Regions from separate parts of the Bicyclus anynana genome. Here region 2 is linked to region 1. A link is a contact called in public Hi-C data. All regions are on one chromosome and are shown on one strand. Each heading gives the region's core, a stretch centred on a gene start, on an enhancer-like site or on the middle of the called end of the contact. The rest is flanking DNA. Distances are from core to core; before and after follow the strand shown.

What was found. A called contact is a pair of places that touch in the nucleus more often than the background predicts.
Region 2: a contact with region 1 is called in a Hi-C map of whole larva, with 5 times the contacts expected there. The contact joins two enhancer-like sites. A contact is called at or near these places in 2 of 2 Hi-C or Micro-C datasets (whole body and whole larva).

What each region holds. Positions count from the first base shown.
Region 1 is chr8:17,406,109-17,413,515 of ilBicAnyn1.1, forward strand. The region is part of intron 2 of LOC112048631 (GAS2-like protein pickled eggs); the gene reads right to left. Trnag-ucc (transfer RNA glycine (anticodon UCC)) reads right to left here and starts at 6,734; the gene lies at 6,663-6,734. Within about 2 kb of position 3,738, at least 7 of the 8 cell types and tissues checked have open chromatin away from gene starts, as enhancers often do.
Region 2 is chr8:17,460,209-17,467,615 of ilBicAnyn1.1, forward strand. All of the region lies in intron 1 of LOC112048631 (GAS2-like protein pickled eggs), which reads right to left. Among protein-coding and RNA genes, the nearest start is that of Trnag-ucc, 51 kb to the left of the region's middle. Within about 2 kb of position 4,288, at least 5 of the 8 cell types and tissues checked have open chromatin away from gene starts, as enhancers often do.

The sequences.
Region 1 (7,407 bases), core at 2,488-4,987:
TTTAGCGAATCGCAGCCGAATCGATTGGCCACGGGTTATATGATGGAATTAAACAAAATAAGATTTTAATGAAAGAAAAAAAGTAATACGTAAATAAGTGTAGTTATAATTAATTGAATAATAATAAAACAAGTTTTTTTCATAAATAATACAACGGACTAGGATCCTTCGTGATTTACTCGTAATAAAAGCTACCATAAGTCAGTGAGTTTGGCAACTATAAAATTTGCGACTGGTAGGCGGTTTCAAAGGTCCAAACTCTCAATATTTTGTATATAATGCGACACACAACTTATTGAATTAAGAAATTTTGACTTTTGACTTTTATTTTGTGCTCACGTGAACAATGCACATTGCACATCTTTGTGACAGGGACCTAGCCTTTGTAACGTGTCTAAAAGACACAAAAATACAGTATCTCAGTTGACAACCAGCTTGCTTTTATCAGGAAGTACATACGTGTATTAAAAATGTAAATGTATTAAAAAATAAATTAATTACATATTATTAATAAACGTATATTGCCTGATAAATCTCACTCGACGATTTCTGCGTGTTTCTTGTAAGTTTAAAGGTCTTTCCACATTGTACTCAACGCTCAAAGAATGTTAAAAAGTTTGGCTAGAATATTCACAGACATCACGTAAAATCATAGACAATATTTGCCGAAACTTCAGTAACCTAGATCCCCTTGAGATCCGACTATACCGATAATGATATTTCGGAATTTTTTACTACAATTCTTTGCGCGCTGCAGACTTGCCGGAACACTTGACCGTGTGTGGCACGCTTAAACGGAAGTGTAAAAGCTGCCCTGGAGCAGTATCGCACGGCGCGCGAGTTCGACAACCCGCCGAAACCTGCCGACGCATCGGTTCAAGGGCGAGCGACTGACGACAATTCAATAACCCGTATTTAGGATAAAAACCGATATCACACCAACTGGCGTATAAATATCAATGCAAGAAATTCAAACTAAAACAGCCAATAATTTATCTACAATAGCAACTTTTGTACCTGTATCGATCTTATTGGAAAATGTCGATGTGTCCAGAAAGGCTTCTTACGCATTTTGACACACCTTAGATACTTCTATTTTTTTTGTAACATTTGTTATATTTAATTTATTAATTATTTATGACCGATCTGTCGATCGATCGGATAAACTGCAGTAGTAGAAGTAACACTGATGACCTCTCGATGGGAGTCCGTCCCCTTAACCGTGATGAAGTTTTGTGAGCCTATTTCTATTAACACGATCGCTGCGGAACGAGGTCAATTGACCTCGTAAACATTACGTGGTCGATAAACCTCGTTCAGAACCCCAGAATGTTTTAGTACGAGGTCAAAAAACCTCGTTCCGCACCAGGGGGAGGTATCAGCGCAGCGAACGTATTAATTATAATTCAAATTCCGATAATTCTAAATCTGCATGTTAACATATTATATCCATGCCTGCATGTTGTTTTAAAGTGTGTGTTGAAGTTTTGTCATACATTATTGCAAGGAAATATTCCATAAAGTCGTAAACTTAAACGCAACCATGAAACTATTATTTGTATTCCATCTATAAGAGACTCGTTTTAAGCAAATGACAATTATAAGTTCCTAAACACTTATGTCAGAGAAATCAAAGACGAGGAAGTTTCTCAGAACTCCAAATTCAAATATAAAAGGATTATGCAGAAAACGCGTAAAATTTATAGTCAACAAGGAATGCCGTTGTAAATTCTCAAGTCTAGACGTGTCGCCCAAAAATAAAACCTGTTAACATTAATGCGGTGTCAATATCAATAATTAATAAAGGACAATTAAATAAAGTACACATTGGCACCTCGCGACGAGGAAGTTGATCCTCCAAGTGATCTTATCACTTGAATCCACTTAAAAGGGCGCGTTCGTTGGCTCTTTAATGACTTTAATCAGATGCATCACTCGCTTGGGAATGTCAACATGTTTGTGTTGGTTTAAAGTGCATCTCAAGTTCAAATATAACTCCGTGCTGGCAATAAACGCGTCTCCAGTAGTGACTAGGTTGAGATTATTGCTTTAACTATAATCAAAATAGCAGATCGTAACAATGATGCAGTTTACAACTATAAAATTAAAAGCAAAAGGTTACCCATAACGAAATATTGAAAAGTGCTTGACGCACAAATCTGGCAGAGAGGCAGTTATTAGGTAGTAGACGTGTGCTAAGAAGGGATTTTGCGAGAGGGCCGGATTAAAGAGGTCTAAGGGAGACGAAGTGACATACGTCCACTAGTAGAAAGCACCGAAGGTTTCTCTAACGAATACATGGGCTGGTTTAAAATGAAACTTAACTTTGCAACTGAGATATTATCCCTGTACATTTAAACATATATATATGCACGATAAAAATTGTTGCTGTGAATTACTTACTGTATTGAAGTTTTCCTATAGCCATTTTTTTGATTTTTGAAATAGAGAGATTCATTAAAATAGTAACAAGGTCATCGATCAAGGTCAGAGTTTCATTATCCCAAGATTCTCAAGGCACAGGCACGATTGTACTGGCACTAGCGACAATATTGCATAATTCTATAAAGATACAGATGTGCTATCATTCTGTAACGAGAATGGACAAATATCTGAATGTTCGCAAGCCACTTATAGAGGTGACTATGAAGAAGTGATATTAGTGTCATTGAAAACATTTCGTGATTGTGCACTTAGAAACGGTTTGATTATCCAAACACTTGGTGCAGCTTGACCTCTACCTACACAGTATTACGTAATAAATTATCGTCTAGTATATATAATTATATTAGTGTGTGTTCTTTTAATTATATTCAGGTTTTCATAATTCAAAATGTTCATAACAAACATTATTCATAGGCAAGTAGAAATATTTTTCTAATTTAATTCAACTTTTGTTTCTGCAGTAGTCAAAACTTCCCGCGAATGTAATGTTAGGTTAGGTGTATTGTCCGATTATGACCAGACTAAAAGCTTAGTTACAACAAAAGATAGAAATCAATCGACTCTTGATGCGAATCTTTGTAAATTCGAGTAGCAGTCCACATCATTTATTTTAACTTCATCTGAACAATGGTTATAAATGGTAGACGCAACAAATTGGACATCCAATAAATCATTGTAAAGATCGCAGAGATTGACATGTCCCATGGGCAAACGTCTAATGCTACACGTATTGTTCGCTCTTATCTTTGGATCTGAACGCATTGTTATGTTACCGATTACCTTTATTTGTATTGCGGAATATTCATACTTTTTCAGCGAACGATTTATTTAAGGTTTTATCTATAGTATTAAAGTTCATTGACCTCTGTAATGCCTCCAGAGTTCCATAAAAAGCAGTCATAAGACTTGCATGTTTATGATAAGTTTCCTTACCTTTAAGGGGTATAAAATAAATTATCAGGAAGGGCATTGACACCCGCATAAAGACAATTATGAACAATATGAAAGACAACACCAAACCCTTGGAAAAAGGTTAAAACCCCAAAAGTAGTCAGAATGTCAGAAACAGCTAATTGATTACATTACAAGTATAATTGCGCGCCACTGAGACGCGGCCGTCGATTATCAAACCTTTAGCTCGAAGAACGTATGTGACAAGGGCACGGGCAGGCACGTAAACAATTTCCTACTTGACGGCGATAAATGTGAAAATTTAGATGCAATTAATGTGCCACGTGACCTGGAAGCCATCGCGGCGCACGCAGGCGCGAGATGTGCCATATAAGGGCTGCAGCCTGCCGCCCCGTGCCGCCAGAGGTCGCGCAGTCGGCACGCAAGGTCGAGCCTTCTACCAGGGGTGACTGACTCATGAAAATTCACACTATCAACAGATTTACGACACCGATAACCCGAGAGACGCGGAAGAGTCAAGAGTACCCTTTAATGTGACTTCTTGGTGATGAATGAAGCGAATTAAAAATGCGACAACGAATAATCTGAATTTATTTAGCCATTTTTGGTGTTATCGCCGTTGTGATCGCCGATAAAAAGAATGTACAAAAACAATTTTGTCCACGAATCGACCATTTGTCATTCCAATTTACTTATCTCGCCACACAGATAGTGAGTCCAGTTATCTTCGTGAAATATGTAAGGCTCGTGATTAAAATATGCTGTGAGAACTTAATTTAATAAACGACGCAGTTTCTCAAGTAGAACTTGCCCGAGGTACGGATGCAGAGCTAAATAATTCTGTTAGTATTTCTAGGAAGGATAAGATCTAAAATTATAATAAGTCTTCACGATCGTGCTCAGGTAGTTATTTTTTAAATAAAAAATCAATTTTAAAACTAAAAAAACAGAAAATATGTTTCTCTTGGTATTTAAGCACCTAATTTTAAGCACCTTTTATCAATAACGCTGATGTTACAAGTCGAGTTATATTAAGAAAACTACAAAAAAGTTGAAGAAATTATTCGTTAACAATTTAAAAATGCTAATCGAAAATTAAAACTAAGTATTTACTTTTTAAAGTAGATGGACTGGGGACATTAAGCGGAAACCGCTGGATTCTGACGGCTCGAGAGGGTGTTTGGAGGTCCATTTAAGAGGTCTATGTCCAGCGGTGGACGTCCATCGGTTGATAATGATGACAATTTACATTTGTCAATAAATGCGTAAGGTTATGCATATTATACAATTCATTTCTATAAAATCAAACTGATGGTAATAAACAGCAGAGTCTTAATTCACAACTATTTGTATTACCATGTAACCACAGAATACAACTACTGTACAAGTAGGTACCTACAATCCTATACCTTACAACGCTTTCGGTTTTTTACTGTCATGCAAACTTATGTCAATTTCTCAGTCAGTCATGCTTTTCACAAATTACGCAAATATGGTCGTGTGAATGTTTTAGTTTGTACATCATTCGTGAAATGATGTAATCTGCATTTGAAATGATATGTAATGTTGTGATTTAGAGCAACGTGTACGAGATTTAAAATATTATACTGCTTGACTTAATCTAACGCATATTTTAAGATTTCGTGGAGTAGCAGTTTTGCAATAAATCTTAATATAATACCTACAGTGTTTAGTAAATTTCCTCTAAATGTATTTGTTTTATATCTACACAAAAGTGTCCCACACAAGATCGTATCTTATGCTAAATAGTCATTATCTTTAATGAGAGAGAAAATCGAACATTGCGATTTAAATTTTAATTACAAAACAATATGGAAAAAAATCACGCCAAGTAAACCTAGACAAAATCCAACTTTTCTAATTTGAAATTGTTGAGTACCCAAAGCTCGAAATTCAAGCCTCCCCTTCTTCATAAAAGAGGAGGATTTAAAACCCGCCGTGCTGTTTTAATAGATATTGGTGGGTTTATGATGACCATGTTTCAATCTACCATTATAGTCAAATTTTCTATCAAATGGTAAATAGTAATAAGTATGACCAAGATATATATAGCTTAAGCTTATATAGCTTAAGCCCGCCAACAGCGCATTGTAGCAGCATGCTGTCTAGAAGCTCCATATCTCCTCCCCTATTTTCATATAGGAAGGAGACCTGTTTCTGTAGTAAGCTGTTATAATAGGCTGATATTATAAGAGGAAAGATTTCATTGGTCGTTTGTTTGTTTGCATTGAATAGGCTCTTATACTACTGAATCAAATTGAAAATTTCACAATTGGGAAGCTAAACTATCCCCGAGTGTAGTATATTTTATTCCCGTATTCCTACGGAAACGGAAACCACGCGAGTGAAACGCCCAGCGTCTGCTAGTTAGTCACAAACGACATACTCTCCCTCAAATTCTGGTAAAAGGATCTGCGGAACTGGCCGCAACCTCGCGCACGGCACCGTGACCATTTAGGGCGCGTATTGGCATTGCCTTGAGACGGAATCTTGATGATTATGACCATTAGTTGATTATAGCGCGCCATAAATGGCTATTCCGTATTCGCAAGTACGGTACGCCTATTTGTCGTCGAGCAGCGAGTGTAATTGATGTTGGCAACTTCCTGGTCTTATTAATATCTAGCTGGTTTGTGATTTATTGTCTTTTTGTTGTTTGTAGCGCCGCGGGATGACTGGCTGTGGACTCATTGTGATGTGTACTGACGGATAGTAGCAATTATTTCATGCCTGTAAAGGTATCTAATGATTTGTAGGAAACTGCTTCGTTGGTCCGGTGCCCTATGTATAGTGGCGTGCACAAGTTGTTTAATTGGAATATGCACAAATTATACGTACGATTTGTTCAAAATGGAAAATTGGTTTTGCAAAACAGGCTGTACGTAACAAACGTACGGACTACTTAAAGTACGCAGTGCATTTTTGCTTATACGAATTGCTCGCTACTGTCTATGTGGTTTCGGATTACGAGTTAAGTAGGTATTGTATTCGAAACCTATAAAATATTAAGAATTTTTGTAGCAAGATTCTTTAAATCGATTTCTAAACAAAATTAATAAAAATACATAAATAATATACTAAAAAATACTACTAAGAATAAGTATCAAGTATAAATAATACGTTTTAGACAACTTTTATTCTACATAGAAGTGAATAACTTGCAAAAATATTTGACTAGATTGATGAAACTATAATGAGAAATACTTAATTTATTTACAAATTCTTAATATTAATAGCTAATAAAAGAAAAAAAAATGCATAAAAAAACAAAAAGCATAAAAGTGTGCGATGGCCGGGAATCGAACCCGGATCAACTGCTTGGAAGGCAACTATGCTGACCATTACACCACCATCGCATCTGAGTAAGGGAACGAAATATGTGTACAAGACATTCACAAGTTACAGCCAATATTAACTTTCACCGTTTCGAATTGTATTTGTTATTATCATGTAAATGTAAGTAATTATTAATTAACAACTGCAATATATTTACACAACAGACGTAAAGTATTGCAATAACATAAATTATTGTAATAATAAAATAATGCATTACAGATATTTTTGTCCATTGAAGAAGTATATTATTCATAACACAATATTTTTTTGCGTTTTTTTTTTTTATTTTTTTATTATTCTTTATAACTTAGCCCTTGACTACAATCTCACCTGATGGTAAGTGATGATGCAATCTAAGATGGAAGCGGGCTGACATGTTAGGAGGAGGATGAAAATCCACACCCCTTTCGGTTTCTACACGACATCATACCGGAACGCTAAATCGCTTGGCGGTACGTCGTTGTCGGTAGGGCGGTAACTAGCCACGGCCGAAGTCTCCCACTAGCCTATGTATGTATTTGTATGTTTGTTAGGTACTCCTAAATTTTTAATGGAGATAGATTATGTTATGGATTACATTGGCTACTTTGTAGCCCGCGGGTTTGTGAAAAATTGATTTTTCACACGGACGATCTCGCGAACGAAGACGAAGTTGGGACGAAGCTCGTCAAGGTAAATTTTAAAAAGGACGAT
Region 2 (7,407 bases), core at 3,038-5,537, 55 kb after region 1:
ATACGTCTAGAAATCTTGCTTTTATATGAATCTCAAAATTGATAAACCAATTCCTAGACAGTTTCTTAGTGCTAAAGATTTCATAGTAATTGCTTATCCGAGTCATGCAATACCTATAACAGCACGCGGCGATGCGTGAGCTATGCATAAATGTTTATTGATCAGCGTACTTTCAATTTAATCATCGGTTTTGTAACCTTGGTACCATTTCTTCACTCACTGACTAACGCCTCACTCCCATTCAGAGTTAGATCATGCTTGTAGCCTTTCGACAACATTTTGTAACATTTTGATTTAATTAAGCCATTGCAAAAACTGATTTCGGATACAGATTTGCATATTCCTTATACTATGTCTAGCGACTTGTCCTGACAAACTGATCTGATATCTAAATTTTATTTAAGTATAATTTTTTTCTTACAACTTAAGGTCAATATTAATATTACTACAAAATTAATTGAAATGACACCTTAAACGAGACAAAATACCAATTAATCTCTCGATAAAAATAAATGAGATGTTTTTTAAATTATCGAATTACCTATTCCATAGAATCATACAATTTTATTACTTTGGAACATTACTATGGATTTCTATGATAATAATGATCCAAGTTCTGGATGTTCAAACTTTTCATGATAAAATAAAATCAATTCCTCATACTTATTCACATTCCATTGAGGCCCTCGGTTTAATGTCCGTATCCTCATTAGATAACATGAACTAAATAGCTATGTCATGATACCATGATAAACTTATTTGATCGAGTTAGATAAAAATCCTTAAATCCCTATTACGCAGGTTACGGTAACATTTAGAGTAAGTATACAAGATAAGAGATACTTAAACTGAGTTAACTAATTCACGTAATCCATATTTATCTTAATATAGCCTAATTTTCATATCAAGATCCTGAGATCAATGACCGTCATGTAGAATCTAACATACAGGAAAAATAAAAAAATAAAAAAATAAAAATATATTTTGTAACTTTTCAACATTGCAAGAATTCTTCTTGCACTGCTTTTGAGTGATTTTGATACGATAAATGAGCCTTTTTCTTCTACAGATTTTTAAAAAATCCGCTAGAGGCAGTACCGCGGGGTAGTACAAATCGGCATAATACAACCACCAGATCAGTAAACGACACTTTTATCGTAAGTGTCAAGTTTAGCACAAGTAAGATTTTCTAAGGGTAAAATTTTGAATTAGTTTTATTAACGATAACGATTTTAGGGTAAAATGTAAAATTACCAGGGGGGCAAGATCCCCCGCGCCTTACCCGGGCAAAGAGGATAATCCTCGAGGCCCGTGCCCGCACTTGGATTTATCATCTAAAATTATTTAAAATTTAAAATTTATCTATATTTAAAATTATTTAACGAATTTAATTTTAATTGATATGACAATTTCGAATAAATTAACGCTACATAATCCTAAATCGTGAATTCATGTTCATCATAAGGATATTATGAAACAGTGAAAAATTGTAATTGACGCAACATCTAATTATAGAAACATTGTAACTGCAGTTTTTCCCTATTCAAATCCAATTGACTGTAATACAATTTCACATTAAATTCGTAATGTGTTTAATTGTTTATAGCCCTTGAAGTATACGTCAACTGCATGGTTGTTTTCTTAAAAATCAACCCATTAATATATTCTTATTAACCTTCCAAGATTCCTGACACGTATTGTAAGTGTTAATTAGGATTGAAGTGTCGCCCGTTCTTGTAATTAAGTGGCCACTTGATATCATGGAAAATTTATTTGACCTTGCCTGGTAGCCTTGTCGTTTAGGTACGCTTCACGAGAATTTCCAATTAAATCAGAAAACCGTCGGTCATCAATTTAAACCCATTAGGTACGGGTGTTTCGCAAGGATGACTATTAGATCCCTTATTGTTTTGTACATGCAGAATAGTCACTATGACATAATATTCAACTTTATGTTTGCTGTACAGTGTAACCTTCGCTGGAGGATAATTGGAGGACGGCCGCGTGGAACAGTGGGCAGTGACCTTGCTTTCTGCATCCACGGCCGTGGTTCGATTCCCATAACTGGAAAACATTCATGTGATGAGCATGGGTGTTTTCTAGTGTCTGGGTGTATTAATTCAGTATATAAATAGATAAAAATCTGCTATCTTATTCCGGTAACTATACGCTTACTTTGGGCATAAGAAGTGATGTGTGTATTGTTTAAGTGTATATTAAAAATAAAACCAAAATGATAAGGGTCCACTCAGTCCCGTAGTTTTTATAAACATACACATACACACACAAGCCTTAACTGTTTAATTTGAAGCATTTAAGGAAAAATTAAACAATAACATTATCAATAACATGGGTTTAGACTTACAATAAAGTGTAGCTCGGTCTAAATTATTTTAAGAGCTACGAGTATATCAAACCGCGGTTTTTACGATCGTAACCCAACACCAATTGTGAGAAGTGTATTAATTGACACTGACCCACAATCTCTATTCACGACTGACACCAAAAATAACATTATAACATAGAGCGTGTATTCGGAAATTACTATTGATTCAGAGTCTGCAACTGTTCGATCCAAATAACAAGCGAATTAATCACTTTTACGCAATTATATCGCAGTAGTAGTACCTAGTAGCTATTCAGCATCGTTCACTGCTGAGCAAGTTCTCAGTAACTGAAGTGATTCACGGATATTTTGGAGTATTTAAAGCGTTGAAGAACTACATCTGTATCAACAAACAGACAAATCATTTATGATATCCTCTGTTAAAACAATGCCTCTTTGTATTTCATTTCATACTGAATACGCTGGTTATGATGATTTTTTTGCATCTTATAGTTAAATTTGTAATATTGAGGTAATTCTCAGGATCAGGAGTATTTTTTTTCTCGTCTACTTTATTAAAGGATTGCTTATTCTGACAGATTTATTTAACAGATATAAACAACCAGGCAAATAAAGTAAAGCTACTAAAACCCCTGGAGAAATCGCGCTTGACGTTTTCTCCAAGTCTTAACGATAGGTGCCTGTGCCAATTGAGCTATTATTGTTTTAAAGTTACTACTAAAGTAGGACAGTGGCACCGACGAGCGATGGATGTAAGACAAAGCGAGTCGCTAGCGAGTTGCGCAATATTCCACGCTCCGCTAACTTCCGCTGTCACACACGCACGGACGGTCAGCAGGACATTGGAGATTATAGAAAAATAATGTGATTTTTAAATAACACTTGTCTGGACAAGCACTTGATATTATGTAAGTGGAAAACTTCTACACCTTGCAACACTTTGTAAGGCATACAAGAGACACTTCCTACAATGTCCTGTGGAACTCAACTTGAGGCATTAAAGGCATCATGTACCTGTGATTTTACCGACAACCATAACTAAAGATCGAAACACGGCAATTCTATACTAAGTGTACTAATTCTTTCGTCGTCATCAACCCATATTCGGCTCACTGCTGAGCTCGAGTCTCCTCTCAGAATGAGAGGGGTTAGGCCAATAGTCCACCACGCTGGCCCAATGCGGATTGGCAGACTTCACACACGCAGAGAATTAAGGTAATTTTCTGGTATGCAGGTTTCCTCATGATGTTTTCCTTCACCGATTGAGACACGTGATATTTAATTTCTTAAAATGCACACAACTGAAAAGTTGGAGATGCATGCCCAGACCGGATTCGAACCCACACCCTCCGGAATCGGAGGCAGAGGTCATATCTATCTCACTGGGCTATCACTGTCACACAAATTCTTTACCACGGCAAAATTAATGTTTTTACTGACCAAAATCTAGACAGCTATGCCAAGAGATGATTTGGGCTTTAAGCTAGGCTTTAGATTAGGGCATTAGAGGATGAATGAAATGACACTAACAAGAATGTGTGAACGGAAGAGAAAGGCCAAGGCGAACGTTCCTGAACCAAATCGAGCATACTCTTATCGAGGCGGTCAAGAGTACCAGTGAAAGAAGCAAGGGAGATATGCAAGATGCAAGGATCAAGCAAGTGGAACGACGTGGTCCATGTCTACCCCTATGGGAATGAGACGTGGTGGTATACGTATGAAATATGTACAAAACATAACAATGTGTTGAAAATGGAGTTAGTTATGACTGGTATAGTAATTCTTCCAACTCCAAGTAATCAGAAGTGGAATTTGTCTTTGTTTTTTTTGTTTTTGGAATTTTCAATTTAATTAAAATAATATTATTGTTATCTATCAGTATGTTTGTCTGCGGACGGTACGGCAGTGGGCCAGCAATCATCGGTGCGTCCGTCGCGACACAAATACTGCGAGGTTCCGCCGGTTCGCGACTTAATGCACTTCGTATTGTTATCACTGTCTCATATTTATTATTTTTTCACCCGCGTGTTTCCCGTTCCCGTAGGATTACGAGTTTAAATATAGCTTGTTATTCACTGATAATGTTCCTTTTCATTGGTGACATATATTCTTGATATCTGTTTAGTGGTTTAGGTATAAATGCGTCACAAACTCTTTCTCTCTGACCATCTGACCAATCTTCAAAAGCTTTTTGATATGTCTTATTTGAATGTCGCACATATTAAACTTAAAAATTGTGATGTTACCTACAGTAAATCAACCAAATTATCACTGGACTGTACATAGGGATTTACATACCCTAAAGTATTTTAGGAATAAAATAGATCTGTTTACAGTACAGTATTGAAGTTATAAACTCTCTCATCATGACAACAACTAGCGTGATCAAGCCTCATTACCAACGCTACAAGTATAAACACATTATTAATAAACATTGCAGCTACCAGTAAACACATAATAACGTGCCTAATTTACACATTACGGCTTCAAATATTATAATTAATCAATTTAATAAATATCAACGTACAAAATGTCAGCGCCCGCCGGAGGGCAGGGCTAGTCTTCCGGGCGGCAAGGTCGGAAGTGCCCAAACTTGTGACTGACAGTAATGATAATGACTTCATGAACGAGTGTTTACGAGCCCTGGCGAGGTGTCGGAGCGACCTTCATTTGACGCACATACGTCATCATAATCATCGGAGTTTTAAATCGTTTTAAGGGTTAACTGACTCGTTGGTACAATGGTTAGCCTTGTGTGCATTCGGATCTCTAGGGCCTGGGTTCGAATTCTGTGTCGGAAATAGAAACAGCAGCTGGTAGCTCTTCTATACTAACATTACGAGTTTATAGAGGTTTGTGGTGGATTGTAGGTGGTATCTACTAAACGGATTTTGAAAATTCTTTAACCAATAGAATGCGACGTTCTTTGTGAGTGTCATCGGCTAGTTTAAAATAATCGCGGCTGCCCGTGACTTCGTGTGCATGAAAATTATTATTGTATTATACACGTACAAAAACTTTTTACTGAATCTATAAATTAATAAAACTGTATTAAAATCTGTCGCGTAATTTAAAAGATTGAGGCGTACAGACTGCGGGAAGTGACTTTGTTTTAAGGATGTTAAGTTCATGTTGTCTTTAACATGTTAGTTTTGTTGTGTCTATGCAGAATACATCAGAGAGCAGTGATTTTACCATGAATCTCGGTCATGATTGTCCTGTGCCTGTCATCTCCTGCAACAATACCCATAGCCCGGGTATTCACTACACTCCTCGCGTTGCCGCGATCTTGACGCTATAATCCTTAGCAGTACTGCTCTACTTGCGGAGATACAGCAGGACGAGTAACGTGGGCACACAACTTCCCTGCTCAATTTCCTCGTTACTTCCCACACTACTCGTGTAGTGTAGCAGAGGCATAAGACAGAAACATAATGATTCTACTTGGTGATATGTGCCTAGTACGTACTTCCCCGGAAGAGATATTTCCTTGATATTTTCAAACATATTACGTAGAAATATTCATAATTACAAAACTAGACAAGAAATTGGAATTATTATCATTTTTCTGATAATTAAAACAATATTATTCAGTTCACGATTGAGTCCGCGCGATAATTCCTGTAACCACTTATCGTGAAGTGTTTGTTATCGAAAGGTTATCGTCCGCCATGTTGGATTGATAACAAAACATATTGATTTGAATCAAATGACTTCTCTGACGCCAATGTGTCTATAATGATAATTTATGATGTTCACACATTATGGAAAATCAATTAACAATAAAAAATAACCCGTCATTTTCAAAACTTGTACCAAAATAGCTCGCAGCATTAGGTTTTTGACAAGGGTAATTACATAGCAAATCGTACAAAAGGAAAACATGTAAAAATGATAGAGTCAGGTTGTTTGTTGCTGGTGTAAGGAAAAAAGCCTTGTAAAGTGTTTATCAGATAGCATGGGTACGGTGACAGTTGCTTATACGACGTTTATAATACGTACTATTATCGTGAATCGCGGCAAACTTTCAAGAGTGAAACGAACTGTCACCGCACCCATGCTATCTGAAAAACACTTTACTTGATGTACTTGGGTCGGGCATTGGAACTAGAACCTTTCGGACACCCTTTAACTGTTGAGCTATTGGGGCTGTAGCTATACACCTCGCTAGGGGATAGTATTTCCAATCTCGTTACGCGCGACCTCTTTCTGCGCCGCATTAACACCAATACGCTAGTACGCTTACCCTTACGTCTGTAACTGCATTACTCTATTATCTATTGTTTGTTGGTGCGTATTGTTCGATTTATTACTATAGTCTGGCAAGTTCGTTGATGACTCTCATTATATGCGGGCGACGGGGGGAATGACTGCGCGGGTGTGAAATCGTGTTTGCGGAGAATCAGTCGTGGGTTTTTCATTCATCGCTACACGCACCCCGACCTGCGCGGACCATCGGGAGTATTACGAACGAAATTGCTAAGCTAAGCTATAGCTTTAGATTTGATCTTTGTAATGAAAATGTTAAATATCACCTATCTCAAATAGCGAAGAAAAACATAATGAGGAAACCTCTGTGAAGTGAAGTCTGCTAAACCGCATTGGGCCAGCGCATGGATTAATGGCCTAACCCCTCTTATTCTGAGAGGAGACTCACGCTCAACAGTGAGCCGAATATGGGTTGATATAACTACGATACGTTCCGTTGTCATAAAAAAATATTATTTTTCCTAGCGTATTATTATCACCTACTAGGAACTGATGCATAAAATCGAACCCATTATAAACTCAGTGATTTATCGAATAGCTAACAAAAACTATAAATGCATGCGAAAGGAATTTGTTACATTCTATCGACTTATGCATATTAATCGTTACTAGACATACCTACCTACCTATCTACTGAGTAATTATGATTTTAATATCTGATTCTGATTGATTTAAAATGTATTAAGTAACTTTGGGCCTCATGAGAAGGCTCAGCACACAGCCTTAGTGTGTTGCTTGCCTGGCGATCGAACAAGCTATGCTCGGAGTATCAGATTATGAGGAGCTTTGCA